Regions from separate parts of the Mus musculus genome. Here regions 2 and 3 are each linked to region 1. The links are chromatin contacts, called in public HiChIP or PLAC-seq maps. All regions are on one chromosome and are shown on one strand. The core of a region is the stretch at or near the end of the contact, and the rest is flanking DNA. Distances in the headings are between cores, read along the strand shown. Region 1 holds the start of Abcd3 (ATP-binding cassette, sub-family D (ALD), member 3). Region 2 overlaps Gm33485 (a long non-coding RNA gene). Region 3 holds the start of A730020M07Rik (RIKEN cDNA A730020M07 gene).

Evidence for each region. HiChIP or PLAC-seq counts read pairs in DNA pulled down with a chosen protein or histone mark.
Region 2: an H3K27ac HiChIP or PLAC-seq map of embryonic stem cells shows a contact between it and region 1, with 6 read pairs. The contact joins the enhancer-like site here to the promoter of Abcd3 in region 1. A contact is called at or near these places in 4 of 39 promoter capture datasets (the C10 cell line, the HPC-7 cell line, HPC-7-derived erythroid cells and 2 more), 1 of 15 datasets of contacts at CTCF or cohesin (the NIH/3T3 cell line), 2 of 484 Hi-C or Micro-C datasets (embryonic stem cells and nephron progenitors) and 4 of 115 datasets of contacts at active chromatin or transcription factors (embryonic stem cells, large pre-B cells and pancreatic cancer cells).
Region 3: a FOXA1 HiChIP or PLAC-seq map of pancreatic cancer cells shows a contact between it and region 1. The contact joins the promoter of A730020M07Rik here to the promoter of Abcd3 in region 1. A contact is called at or near these places in 2 of 115 datasets of contacts at active chromatin or transcription factors (bone marrow-derived macrophages and pancreatic cancer cells).

The regions. Positions count from the first base shown.
Region 1 is chr3:121,813,142-121,817,558 of GRCm38.p6, forward strand. It overlaps Abcd3 (ATP-binding cassette, sub-family D (ALD), member 3), which reads right to left and starts at 2,161. Exons shown (of 23, transcript NM_008991.3): 1 at 1,868-2,161. The coding sequence starts at 1,977.
Region 2 is chr3:121,587,437-121,591,853 of GRCm38.p6, forward strand. The region is part of intron 3 of Gm33485 (a long non-coding RNA gene); the gene reads right to left. Among named protein-coding and RNA genes, the nearest start is that of Gm33708, 3.3 kb to the right of the region's middle. Within about 2 kb of position 1,880, at least 96 of the 459 cell types and tissues checked have an H3K27ac peak or open chromatin away from gene starts, as enhancers often do. A contact at or near this core is called in the NIH/3T3 cell line, embryonic stem cells and nephron progenitors, where this site is marked.
Region 3 is chr3:121,644,408-121,648,824 of GRCm38.p6, forward strand. A730020M07Rik (RIKEN cDNA A730020M07 gene) reads right to left here and starts at 2,046. Exons shown (of 3, transcript NR_036458.1): 1 at 1,975-2,046.

The DNA.
Region 1 (4,417 bases), core at 911-3,410:
TATCTGCTCATAATCTGCATCCTCACCCCTCAAAATGTTTAATGCCTAAAGCAAAGATTTTGCTACTCATCCGACAATGAAAGATCAGCAACTCTATTTTGTTCAGTAAACTACCTGTTGCATAATTCTATCTTCAGAAAGTTCACAAAGTTTCTCAAAAAGATTTTTTGAATGGCAGATGAACAGCTTCAATTATTTAGGAAGATAAACTGTGTTATACCATGTCACCTCTATTGCTATTATTTCCCAGTAGAGCTGTTGGCTTGGACTGTGACTGGAGAGGGACATAGGGGTTTTCTGGGTGCTGATAACAGTCTGCTGTTTGATCTGGGCACTGATTACACAGGTGTCTTTTACCTGCAAACCTGACATTTATGCTGCATATTGTTTTCTGTATGTATACAGTGTCCCAGTAAAGAGAACTGCTTTTTCTTCTTTTTTTTTTTTTTCGAGACAGGGTTTCTCTGTGTAGCCCTGGCTGTCCTGGAACTCACTCTGTAGACCAGGCTGGCCTCGAACTCAGAAATCCGCCTGCCTCTGCCTCCCGAGTGCTGGGATTAAAGGCGTGCGCCACCATGCCCGGCTTGAGAACTGCTTTTAAATCAGTCAGAGTTGTTAGCAGTCAAGTTCCCTCACTACTAAAATACCTACTCTAGGCGCTGAAACGCTTCCCTACAAAGACTAATTCAAGTAATTAAATGTAAAGCATTTACTATGTTCTATCGGCACATTCCAAGTAACTGATAACTTCTAATCCCAAATGAGAGTTCAGAAAGGGCACGATCTAATAGAAAAATATTTCAAATTAATCGTCCCCCTCCAAGAACCCTTAAAAAGGACGAATAGTATGTGAAGGAGAGGCATATCATTATTTTGTAAAGCTGATTTAGGAAGAGAAGGGCCAATGCTGCAGCCAATGAGCAAGTCAAAGTAGATAAGACAGAAAATACTTCATGAAAGGATACATGGAGCTCTCTGCTAGTATTTTAGGCCAAATTCTAATAATAAGATAGTCCGAGCAAACCAAAAGCAGGAGACAATAAATAGTACCTACCCAGAGGGTTGATGAAATAAAATGCATGAAAGCATTATTCTAAGATTGGACACTAAATATCCAAACACTAGTAAGAATGCTTAGTTAGGAAGTAACCTTTTCTTTGTCGCTCGCTGAAATCAAATGGGCGACAAGAAGTTAAAATTGTGCCTGTAATCCCACCCCCAGAACTCAATTCTCCCTTCTTTCCTAATCTCCCAAAAGTTCAAAGTAAACTTTAACATTCTCTCCAGGCAGGTAGCTGTATGGTGTAATTAACAAGTGATCTTCACCTAAAACACACTTTCACCTTTCACCTATAAAGTCGACGGAGGAAACTTTGTCCTCCACACACCGCTGAGCCAATTCAACCTTTCCAAATGAGGGCATTCACTGACCAATTCCGGAAAAAGAGGGCACCGCTTTAGAAGAAAATCGTGCCCACTGGACCCAGAAAACCCCAGGAACGCCCCTGGCTACTATCCACCGCCACTACTCCGGAGTCGAGCTGGCGAGTAAAATGCCCATCCCGAACGAACGCAAACCTTAGCGTTCAGTGGCGATGAGATGGCAAAACCAGAATGCACCCATAAAGTTGACATGCACGGGGAGATGGTGAGGGGGCGCGGGGGCGCAGGGACGCGGCGTGTCCTCCTCCCTCCCGTGGTGTTGAGATTGCGCGGCGGCCGCCAGGCTGAGGGCCGCAGGGCTCCGGGACCGCTGGCCCGGTTCCGCGGGCACCCGCGCAGCTCGGGACCTGGGAGAGAAGGGCAAGGCGCGCGCCCGGAGCTCCCCGCTCGGGCCCGGGGAAGGCGGCGCGGCCGCGAGCCTCACCCGTGCAGGCCGAGGGCGCGACGCCGCTTATGGAGTAGGCAGAGCAGCAGGAACGCGGCCCCCGCCAGCGAGGTGTTCCGTGCCGTCAAGTACTTGCTGAAGGCCGCCATGGCACCGGCAGGGCGAGCGAGCCGCGGGATAGGGGACGCGCCGGCGACAACCTCAGTGCAGGAACCGCGGGGGAAACTGGGAGGATAGCTCGGCGCCGAGAGAGGGCGGGGCCGGCCGCGCGGGAACGCCCCCTGGCGCGCGCCGCCGCGCCGAGCCCACCGTGGACTTTGGCTTCCCGGGCGCGCGCGCGGGCGCGGGGCGATCGAAAGGGTCGTTCCCCGGGGGGACGCTCTGCGCACGCGCGGACCCCCGCGGACTCGGCCGGAAACGCGGCGGGCAGACAACGCTAGTCCTCCGCGCCGGTCTCCAGCAGCCCACGCTTCGGCCTTGCGATCTCTGCTTGCACACACCCTAGCTTTCTTTCACAAGAACTGGAAGAGCGGGCCGGGCCTGCGCCACGGACTCCGTGGGCCCTGCCCCTCCGCCACCCCCTGGATGGGTCGGTACCACCCTCTTAAAGAAGCCGGGGGAGGAGGGGAACGGCCCCATCACTAAAAAGGTCAATATTTGCAACTTAAGGAGTGAAGGGAGACCTGGAAAAGAAAGACTACAATCAGATAATCTTATTTCAAGTCGCCGTGGATTAGGTCTCTAGTTCTGTAAAATCGGTTTGGGAGGACGGGTCCACCACTCTGTTAATTTTTTTATAAAAATAATGTAGTGGGAAAAAGCTCAGAGTGCGTGACAAAAAGGAGTTTTAAGAAACAATTACTCTTTTTTGGTAGATATGTACAAGGATGGCGATAAAAAAATGTATTTCTTTATGTTAGGTCTGGTCAAAGAAAGTTTGAGAAACTCTGTTCTTTGCAAAGGGACATTCAGAAATAACAATCGTGCGTTGTATTAATGCTGGCCTTACTCCCAGAAGCAGACGAACTTTACAGATTACAGCATTCTTCTCCTGTCCCACCCCTATCATGCAGAAAGTGTTATCCCTAGCGTTTAGTCTAGCGCATGCACAATAACTTAATGAATGGCTGTTTTCAGTTTAAGAAACTGTCGAGAAGCAAGTGTCAGAAAGGAAGCTTCTAAAACCTCACAAAATATATAAATGTTGCCTACGCATAAAAGGAACCAATGAAACAGTGATGCCTAGGTGTTTTCTCTGTGTGAATGGTTAAATGGTTATGAGAATGGCAAAGACCACACACCGTGGTGTGTGCTGTGTGCAGGTGCTCAACAATCGTCAAAAGTCTAAGTTACGCAGAAGTAGAGCCTGTACCAAATCCTCCATATGCCGTTTGTGTGTTTTCCCATTACCCTGGGAATCACTTAGGTAATTAGGTATGCCTGGCACAGAGAATACAAGTATGAACAATCAATCCCTTATTCTCCAGAGGCTGGTGCAGAAGAAAAACATGAAGAAAAATATGGATGAGTTTAAGTGTCAGCTTAGAGAAGTGAACTAAGTGCTATGAGAATACCAATAAGAGAATTTAGAATTTTCCTAGAACTTTTCCTTAACACTTGACAAATAGGATGACGTCAAAGCTACACCCTAAGGCCAAAGGAGTCTGCTAGCAGGTGGGAGGACTTGGGTAGGCATTGTTTCACTAGTGAGTTGCAGCGCAGTATAAAAGCATTGGAAACTTGGGGGAGAAGAGTTTGTAATAATGAAAGGAGAGTTCCTAAAACTGATTGAAAACATCATCTGTAGGATAATAGATTTCGGGCTGGAGAGATGGCTCAGCAGTTAAAAGCACTGACTGCTCTTCCAGAGGTCCTGAGTTCAATTCCCAGCAACTCCGTGGTGGCTCACAACCATCTGTAATGGGATCTGATGCCCTCTTCAGGTTTCTGAAGACAGCTACAGTGCACTCATATACATAAAATAAATAAATCTTAAAAAGGAAAAGAAAAGAAAGAGAAAGGAAGGAAGGAAGAAAAGAGAGAAAGAAAGAGAGAGAGAGAAAAGGAAAGAAAGAAAGAAAATAGATTTCAAAGCATTCAGGAAAAAAAAGGCAAGAATAATTCACTGACAAAATATTCTACAAAATACCCTTACTCAAGAAGCATAGAAGAGTCTAAGGGGCAGGAAGAGGAAGGAAGGAAGGAAGGAAGGAAGGAAGGAAGGAAGGAAGGGAGGAAGGAAGGAAGGAAGGGAGATTATACAAGCTACAATGTTTTCTAGTTGTTGATATGCCCATCTGATAAAAAACACTGAGGGTCAGTCTAACAAAGTTAGCTTTAGCACAGAGGGACAGCACAGAGGGACAGCATACAGAAGGACTGCAGCCCCCATCACCAAGAAAGGATGAGGAAATGTGTGCACATAGAGAAGAAGTATAAAGTCTAAATGCAGTAGTGCTTGAGAGGTTCAGAGCAAACTAGATCCACTGCCGATATTAAACCTGAGTTGAAAAGTAGACGCCAGGTTCCATTTCTCTGGAAACATAAATTGAAATCAGTGCAGAGAATTGTGTCTATAAACCCCTGGTC
Region 2 (4,417 bases), core at 630-3,129, 230 kb before region 1:
ACACAGAACTATCTCACAGAAGTTGACAGTGGAATGGTGACAGCCAGAGGCCTGGGTCAGTGGGGGGAAAGGGTGGGGAAAGCCAGTCAGTGGGCATGAAGGTGGGAGGGGACCACGGAATTCTGGTGTGTTATTTATTGTACAATAGGGTGACTATATTTAATAATGATCCATCCATTAAAACAAAACAAAACAAAACAAACAAACAAAAAAAACTAGAGGAGAGGATTTTGAAAGTTCTTACCATAGATAGATAGATAATTAAGAAAGATACTTTAACTAGATGGAAATACAACACCTACATGCAGAGCACCCCACAATGCCCCATTATTGTCTTGTAGTAGCTAACCTGTCACCTCATGGGCTGAGGCTGCAGGTCAATGACAGAGCATTCACAGAGCATGTACTTCAAACCCAAGTCAGCAAAACCCATCTCTGGACAGGACTGAGTGCAACGCTTAAGGGACCCAGGCCCATACAGTTAAATTACCAAGAACGTTCAGAACAAGGATGCAAGAGAAAAAAGTATGTCGGACGTTCCAGCTGTTCCGTCCCAGGGGAGGGTGCTATTGGCAGCTGATGGGCAGAGGGCAAGGGACACTGCTGGGTGTTTTACTATGTTCCTCCCCAAACAAAGGCTTCTCCGGCTTCCAAATGTCACTAGTACATATGCATAAGTGCTTCTGGGTATTCGCTTGCCAAAGTGCCAGTGGTGTAGAAATTGAGCAGCCCTGATTTAAAGCCCTTATCCCCGGCAACAAACCTATCAAGCATAAAACAAGGAGAAAAAGCGCCATGAGGAGAAGCAGACTAGGTCTGGTGATTTGTGAAACCCTGCTGAGTTCCCCCCCACAAAACCCTTTACTCCAAACCTTTCCATTTAACAGAACCACATATTTCTAAAAAGCAACAAAACTATAATAGCATGATTGCAACTTTGAAATTTTATTTATTTATTTTTTATTCTTTTTACCCTTTATAGTACACTATAGTAATCTTTTTACTCTTTATTTTACAAATCGTGTGAAATGCCTCACTTGGTATTTACAGTTTGGTATAATTGTTCTAATTTCACAGTCCGATGTTAGATTTTAATATTTGGAGGATATTGGCTATGTGTCTAGTTTGATAATAGCGCAGCTTGGGACATGGTTAGCAGATCTGATTAAAGGTTATGCTCGGAGATACAGGCACAGACAGAGCCATGGGAGAGTAGGAAGAGAACCTGGAAGAAAAGGCAGTCATTTGACTGAGGTTACAAGAGTAGAGGTTGTCAGAACCAGGGCTTGGGGTCTTCTTGAGGCTCAAGTAAGTCCTGTGTCTTGGCACGACAATATAACCTCCTTAGCTTTTTGGCTCTTCCAGGCAAAGCACGTCCATAAATTACAGGGAGGGTGAGGGACAGAACATTGCAGAAGCTGTGGGCCGGGGTGGGATATGTGAAGGAGAGATAAGGAGAGAAAACTTGGCGAGGAAGGAATATTGCCTCCCCCATCCTCAAGTCCTTGTGGTTAGATGGAGTTATGTTAAGACCCATGCCCCACACCCAGAGAGGAGTGTGACTTTGGAGCGGGAAACAAATCTCTTGTGGCCGAGCTAAGTTCCTTCTATCACAAGTTAAAGCGGTGGGTGAAGAAATGTCCATTTAGGGAGATGGTCTGCGTGCGTGGGAGGGCCTGTCTAACAACAAGGTAACTATGTGGCAGGGCACAACACATGGCTACTTCTCCAGCATCTGCATTTCTCTAGTCAGCTCCCCTCCCCCTTCCCTTCTTCCCCCACATTTGGATGGAAACCTGAACCACAGTCCGCCTCCAGTTACTCACTGATGACAAAACAAGGCTCCCTCCAAGGCAATATCCTTCAGCAGCTGTCGGGCCCTCCTGGGAATGGGGCTTTCTACCATCTGGATTTGCTCAACTGCCTCTGAGGCACACTTGGGCAGTGTGGCTCCGTGGAGGAGGGAGGCGAGAGGAGTGGGCCTGGGGACTGAACCATGTGACCAAGTCACTCCCGTGCTCTTTCCAACAGGGACAGGCTTAAAAGGACCACTCAGGCCTGCGTTTTGTCCCTGGAGAAGGGAATTTGAAATAAAACACAAATTCTGAGAACCTGGAATCACAAAATCAGTACATGGTCAAGGCAGCTGGTCGGTTTAGCGCCACTTTGAGAGGAGACTGTAGCCACTATCCCCCCCCCCCCCAGTTCCCCAAAACTGCACTCGATTGGACCCGTGTGAACACTTGATCCAGGGTAGGCCAATCATATCCTCTGTTTTAGGAACTTCAAAATGATGTCTCTGCAAGGTTGAGCTTGCTCAGCAGACCCAACAATGCAGATCTGTCGGTCCCCCTACGCCTTTCCTTTGTTCTTTCTTTAGTTGGTTTCGGGACCGGATCTTGTGTCATGGTTGAGGCTGACCTCAATTCTGTAACTAGCCTAAGATGGCCTCAAACTCAGGATCCCCTCCTACCCCCTGCCTCGTCCACCCAAGCACTGCGATTGCAGACATTGTTGGCTGGGCTAGGATCTGCTTTCCATCTGGGACCCAGAGCCAATGAAGCTTCCTCTGGGAAGCCCTCTACAAGTGCACTTTCCACAACTCATTTCAGAGTTGTTGTGTCCCTGGGTCCCCACTCCCAGCAACTGTACTACCGGGGATACCAAAGTGTGCGTCATAGCTGGAGTAATCACGTGAGTGTCTCCCCACCTGGAGGAGGGCTCCTTGAAACCGGAGGCTGAGGCTTCCTCTCCTCTTTCTCTTCTGCATTAGTCCTGTTCTGGTAGATTCACAGCGCTTGTCAACTGACTGAAGAAATGAATGGATATATAGGTCTGAGCACTCCCGACAGGCCATAAAAACACAGCCTTCCCTGCTCTGCCTGATAAATCCTACCAGCTCCGAGGTATCACAGCCCTGTTTCAGACCTTTCCAACGGAGAGTTTTTACTGGCTATCAGGCTATTGCCAGGCTGAGTGACGCTTTTAAACGAATATTTGTATGGGCGTTTTGCCTGCATGTGCCTGTAAACCATGTGAGCCTAGTGTCTATCCACAGAGGCCTGGTGAGGGTGCCAGATCGTCTGAAACTGGAGTTACATATGCTTGTGTGGGTGCTGTGAGCTGAACCTGGGTCCTCTGGACCAGCAGCAAGTCCTTTATGGGCTGTGCCATCTCTCCAGCCCTCTGAGTGGCGATGGTTGCTGTGATGCTTTACAACTAAGATGAATTAAAACTGTGTTGCTAGTAGTGACTGTAAGAGAATAATAAGGCTCATTATAGCTTTAAATCTTAAAAAGTGTCTAAGAGCCGGTGTAGTGATTAATTGTCATGGTCATCTTGACAAGGTTTAGGATGCTGTGGAGAGACACCTCAGGTGTGTCTCAGAGGTTGTTTCTGAAAGGACTTAGGGAGGGAGACCCACCCTGACTGTAAGACAGCTCTGTCCCATGAGCTGGGTGGGGATCGCAGACTGAATAAAGAGAGGTGAACAGCAGCACTCATCTTTCTCTGTTACCTCCCACTCTTGTCCCTGTGATGTCACTGCCTCACACTCCTGTCCCTGTGATGTCACCACCTCACACTCCTGTCCCTGTGATGTCATCACCTCACACTCCTGTCCCTGTGATGTCACTGCCTCACACTCCTGTCCCCATGATGTCACTGCCTCACACTCCTGCCCCTGTGATGTCACTACCTCCCACTCCTGTCCCTGTGATGTCACCGCCTCACACTCCTGTCCCTGTGATGTCACCACCTCCCACTCCTGTCCCTGTGATGACACTGCCTCATACTCCTGTCCCTGTGGTGTCACCGTCTCACACTCCTGTCCCCATGATGTCACTGCCTCACACTCCTGTCCCTGTGATGTCACTACCTCATACTCCTGTCCCCGTGATGACACTGCCTCACACTCCTGTCCCTGTGGTGTCACTGCCTCACACTCCTGTTCCCGTGATGACACTGCCTCACACTCCTGTCCCTGTGGTGTCACTGCCTCACACTCCTGTCCCTGTGGTGTCACACTATTGCCACTATGACTTCACCACCATGATGGACTGTATCCCCTCAAACTGAAAGCCAAAATCAATTCTTCTCTCCTTGAGAACTTTTGTTGGTGTGATAAACAAGAAAGTAAACAAAGCTGTGGATTGTTTATTTCTGTGTCTTTGTGTCTTCATTCTCTCAGCTCTTTAAAGAAAGCTCTTTAACTTTGCAACTTCTTCCCCTTCACAAGAGGGAAAAGACTGCTGAGTGAGATGCTGAGTCACACTCTATAGTAAGATCTTGAGGGACATGGAGAATGGACAAGTGGAGGGAGGTCACCGTGGAGGCCAGGGCTAGGGGAGCTTTTCCTGGGGTAGAAAGACAAACTGACCAGAGTGAAGGAGCCAGGAAGGAAAATGGAAAGCTTCTA
Region 3 (4,417 bases), core at 796-3,295, 170 kb before region 1:
CCTGCAGACCATACATGCAGTTCCTTCTTGCTCATGTGGGATGGACCAAAGAACTCAGTGTTGGTGGCCTACCGTGGCAGACTCCAAGGAGAACATCTGGAACGTCTTCGGCCTTCTGTAAGCTTAGAGAGCAGCTCACGGGGGCAACCTGGACAATAGCATCCATTACTGGGATCCTGACACCATGTTCTCTAGTGCCATCCTTCCCACAGCTGGCCCTAACAGGGTATCCAGATCTTCCTCTCTGAGCAGGCCTGAGTGGGCTACTCGTGTGGAGTAACAATGCCAGAATTCTAGCTTCAGACTTCTAGTAGCGGTGACAGGCAGAATTACCAGACCAATCTTCAAAAACAAACCTTCCTGTAGCCTTTTTAATAGTTGATCTTTGGGCCTAGAAATGCAGTTCAGTTGGTAGAGTGTTTACCTGGAGTGCACACGGTGCTGGGGTTTGAGCCCCAGCACCCCATAAATGGGCCTGGTGACTCATGTATGTCATCTCAGCACCTCAGAAATTGAGGCAGGGGAATTTGAGAATTTGAGAACTTCAAGGTCATTCTAGGCTCCATACTGAATTCAAGTCCAGCGTATATGAGAGTCTCCCCAAATCCCACCTTCCAGTTACTGCCAACTTAGCTTATTTCAGAGAGAGACCAAAGGCCCCCATAGGTAGCTCCTCGCTAATTCTCAGCACCATTTAGAATCCATTGGCACATGCATCATTCATTGCTTCTGTTTCTGCACTTGTACAATTCACCACTTAAACCCTTCAGTGTAAGCTCCTCGTTTGTAGAATTCTGAAGGTGGCTCCACAGAGGCCCTTCCTGATGACCTCTTGACTTTGTTCTGCCACCTCCCTCTCCCTCTCCCTCTCCCTCTCCTCTCCCTCCCCCTCCCCTCCCCCTCCCCCTTCCTCTCCCTCCCCCTCTCTCAGCCTTGGCTATCTTCTCTTCTTCCCCAAGAAGACATCTCCTCAATCCTAGCCTTGAGCAGGCCCCGCATCCCTGTTTCCATCAGACACACTCTTAGCAATTTTGAAATTTCTAAAGGGCTTATATAATCACAGCAAAGTGATTGATTGTATAAACCAGTAGCTATTTTCTCTCCAGTCCTGAGCATCTGCCCAAGAGGGCAGAGATCTTGACCCCAGGAGCTCAGCACTGTGTCTCGCATATGCAATAAGTTCACAATGAATAGAGAATGGGGGTCACGGCAGGGCAGACTTTCTGGACAACTATGCACTGAATATAGGGAGAGGGCAGCCAAAGGGTGCAACATGGGTGGCTTGTGAGAACAGCCAGAGGACAGGCTGGCAGGCCAACTCCGCAAGGAGGCTGAGACATGATGCATTTCACATAAAGACCTCGGACGGCCCCGCAGCTGGGCTCTGCAGTGTTGAGTGAAGAAGAAACCTACAGCGATTGGCTTTCTGGTTCTGTATTTTTCAGAGTGATTAGAGGGAGGGCAGTTTAGCAGGGAATACAGGGCTGGGTCATAGCTAAGGCGGTAAAGAAGCATTCCCTGACACTTTCCAAAACCTGCTTTTGAAAAAAATGAAAGCCAAAAGAGGCATTGTGCGTTTGTGATCCCAGTTCTGGGAGGCAGCGGCAGGCAAGACACCCGGGCTCCTTGTCCAGCCAGCCTATCCTACTCACCACTGAGGGACATGTGGGTGAGTCTTGAGAAACAACAGGCAATGTTGTCCTCCAGCCTATACATGCATATGCACATATCTGCAAGTAAACTTCACACACACACACACACACACACACACACACACACACACCCCACCATTTGGTCCCTAAGTTCTGGGAATTCCTCATGAAGCACACTGGAGAGGCTAAACTCAACCTTCATACTGCACAGCCCAGGGGCCCCTGGTCTCCTGGGAGCTTTAGGGGGTTTGTAGCTCCTCTGGGGGGCTTCTGATGGTTATGGAGTCAGAGAGAGTTGGATTCATAGCTGTTTCTTACTTACCAGCTGAGAGAACTCAGGAAAATGGCCTTTTTTCCTGAGCTTCAATACTTGCCTCTCGTAATGGTTTAGTTACTGAGTTAGTAGAAATATTAACTGGCCCTAAGTGCATGCCTGCTGGAGCATACGTATGAATAATAGCTAAAGTCACTGGTGGTTAATAACTCAGTTTGACTTTGGTCCTGTGTATGTTGACTTTGTTTTGGTCAAATAATAAGTAAATCATTGTGAAGTCGGCGTTACAGTGAACAGGGAGCTTGTTTCTTAGTCCTCCCATCAAGTTCAGTGTAACTGGGGTGCTGATTCAGGCTCTTTATGGCTGTGATTACCCCCTGTAATCACTACTGCCTTCCTCAGTGGGAAGGGAGGATGTCCCCCATCCTCCTGCCCACAGAAAAGACTGCCCTCAGGTGTAAAGTCCAATTACTGGGCGCAGTTGGGAAGAACACACACAGAGGTGCATTCCTGAGCCCTGAGCGTGGGCCCTTGTTTGTCCTCTCCTTATAAGGAGTGAGTTATCATCAGCCTTGCAGGAAGGTCACGGCTGTTTCTCCCTCCTCAAGTGGCTGAAATCATCCTTCTCCTCGGAGGGGTGGGGTAGTGATTAAGCAGGCTAACCATGCCAGCGCTTTGCTATCCAAGTATGAGGATGTTTACAGACCTTGTGACAGAGGTGGGGATTTTGTCTGATCCTGGGGACTCCCAGAAGACACACCAGAGAGTCCCCCACCACTCATCCAATAGTGGAAGATCAGCTACAAAGGCCCTTTCACCAGCTTGTGGCCATAAAAGTTGGCCTGGTAGGAAGAGCTGGAGCCCTAACATCTTTAAGGGTTGAGGGCTGTGCCTAGTTTCTGGCCACATCCTCTGTATCTTAAAGGGAACAGACCATGCCAGTTGTTCACACTGCCAGGATGCTTTGCCTCCCTACTGTCTAGAAGCACCACTCATGAGAACCTTCTGTGAATGTGATGGAAAATAAAGCCTGACTCCTTTAAGATGTTTCAGGCAGTGTTTTGCCACAGAGATGAGAAGGGTACTTAAACAGACTGCTTGCCTTTCTTTGACATTTATTATTAATTGTTGCAAAGCAAATAAAGACAACAGGCCTGGGGGCACAGCGATGAATCCTGGCTTTGGATGGGATAGTGTCTCCCAAAACCTCCCATCCAGTGCAACCATACTGAAAAGTGGTAGGTATTCAGGAAGTGGGGCGTAGAGGATTAGAACTAGAGGAAGCAGAGAATCTTCAACAAGAGTGACTTGCTGTGCAGAGGCGAGTGTGAACCCCATGTGAGCTCTCACGGCTTCTCTCATGGCTTGATCCTCTCTGCACACACTACTACTGCTGCTCCCACACACTCTTCTAACCAGAGGTGTCACTTATCACTGAATGACTTAGCCAGAAGGCCCTCCCCAGAGGCAAACACATAGAACTGCTTGTCCTAGGATTTCCAGTCTTCCAAACTCTGAGCTAACTAGACCCCTTTTGCTTCTAAAGGTTTTCAGCATCAGGTGTCTTGTCATAGCAGCATAAAACAAATCTTTGCTTTTCACCCCCACAGATACAAGCTAAGTCAGGATAACTTGTCCGAACAGCAAATTGGTAATATTGCGTATGTTGGTAAGTATATAGCATATAGTAATGGGTACTCTAATTCTTTGCCTTTCTTCTAGTCCTTTGAGATCTGAGGGGGATAAGAACACCATTGGGCAAAGCCTGTGCTGTTCTGACCACAGGGAGTGCTCCCAGGAGACCTTGTACTGGTGTCTGAGTACAGCCCAACTGGGAGCTGAGGGGTGCTCAAGGATGCTGATATCAAGGGCTGGACTGATGTGCTCTACATCCATCTGAGATTACAGCATCCGAAAACCCACCGTCAAAAGTTAGATCTTTTGTAATGACATTGAGATCATTCCACTGATGTTCCTAGAAAAAACCAAACCAAACCAAACCAGATTTCTACCCTAACTAACGAGGATATGATAGAGCTTAAGAAATCTTTAGAATAGTTCTTTACACAAATAGAACAGTTGATCAAGCTGTGAAATGCCCACACATACTATGTGTATAAGTGGTTATTCAAAACATTTCTGGACTACACTATTTCTAGGAAAGTGTCTCCTCTAAGAAATGTGAATTCTGTAAGGAAAAATTACAGCTATTTTCATCTTTAAACAGTTGCATAATGCACTCACTAACAAAACCAACAAGTGCACATGTACACGGAGGCCTCTCAAGGGCAGTATGGCCCTCAAGGAGTTGAGTGAATATTGTGAACACGCATTCCGACGTGGATGGGGTTTATATGGTTATTTGTAAGATTATGGAAGGATTGTTGGATCTTCACTCATGGAAACATATTTTGTATGATATAAAAAGCAAGACACGGTTAATTACATGTTACCACAGTACAAAATCATTGTTGACATGTGTGCGTGTGTT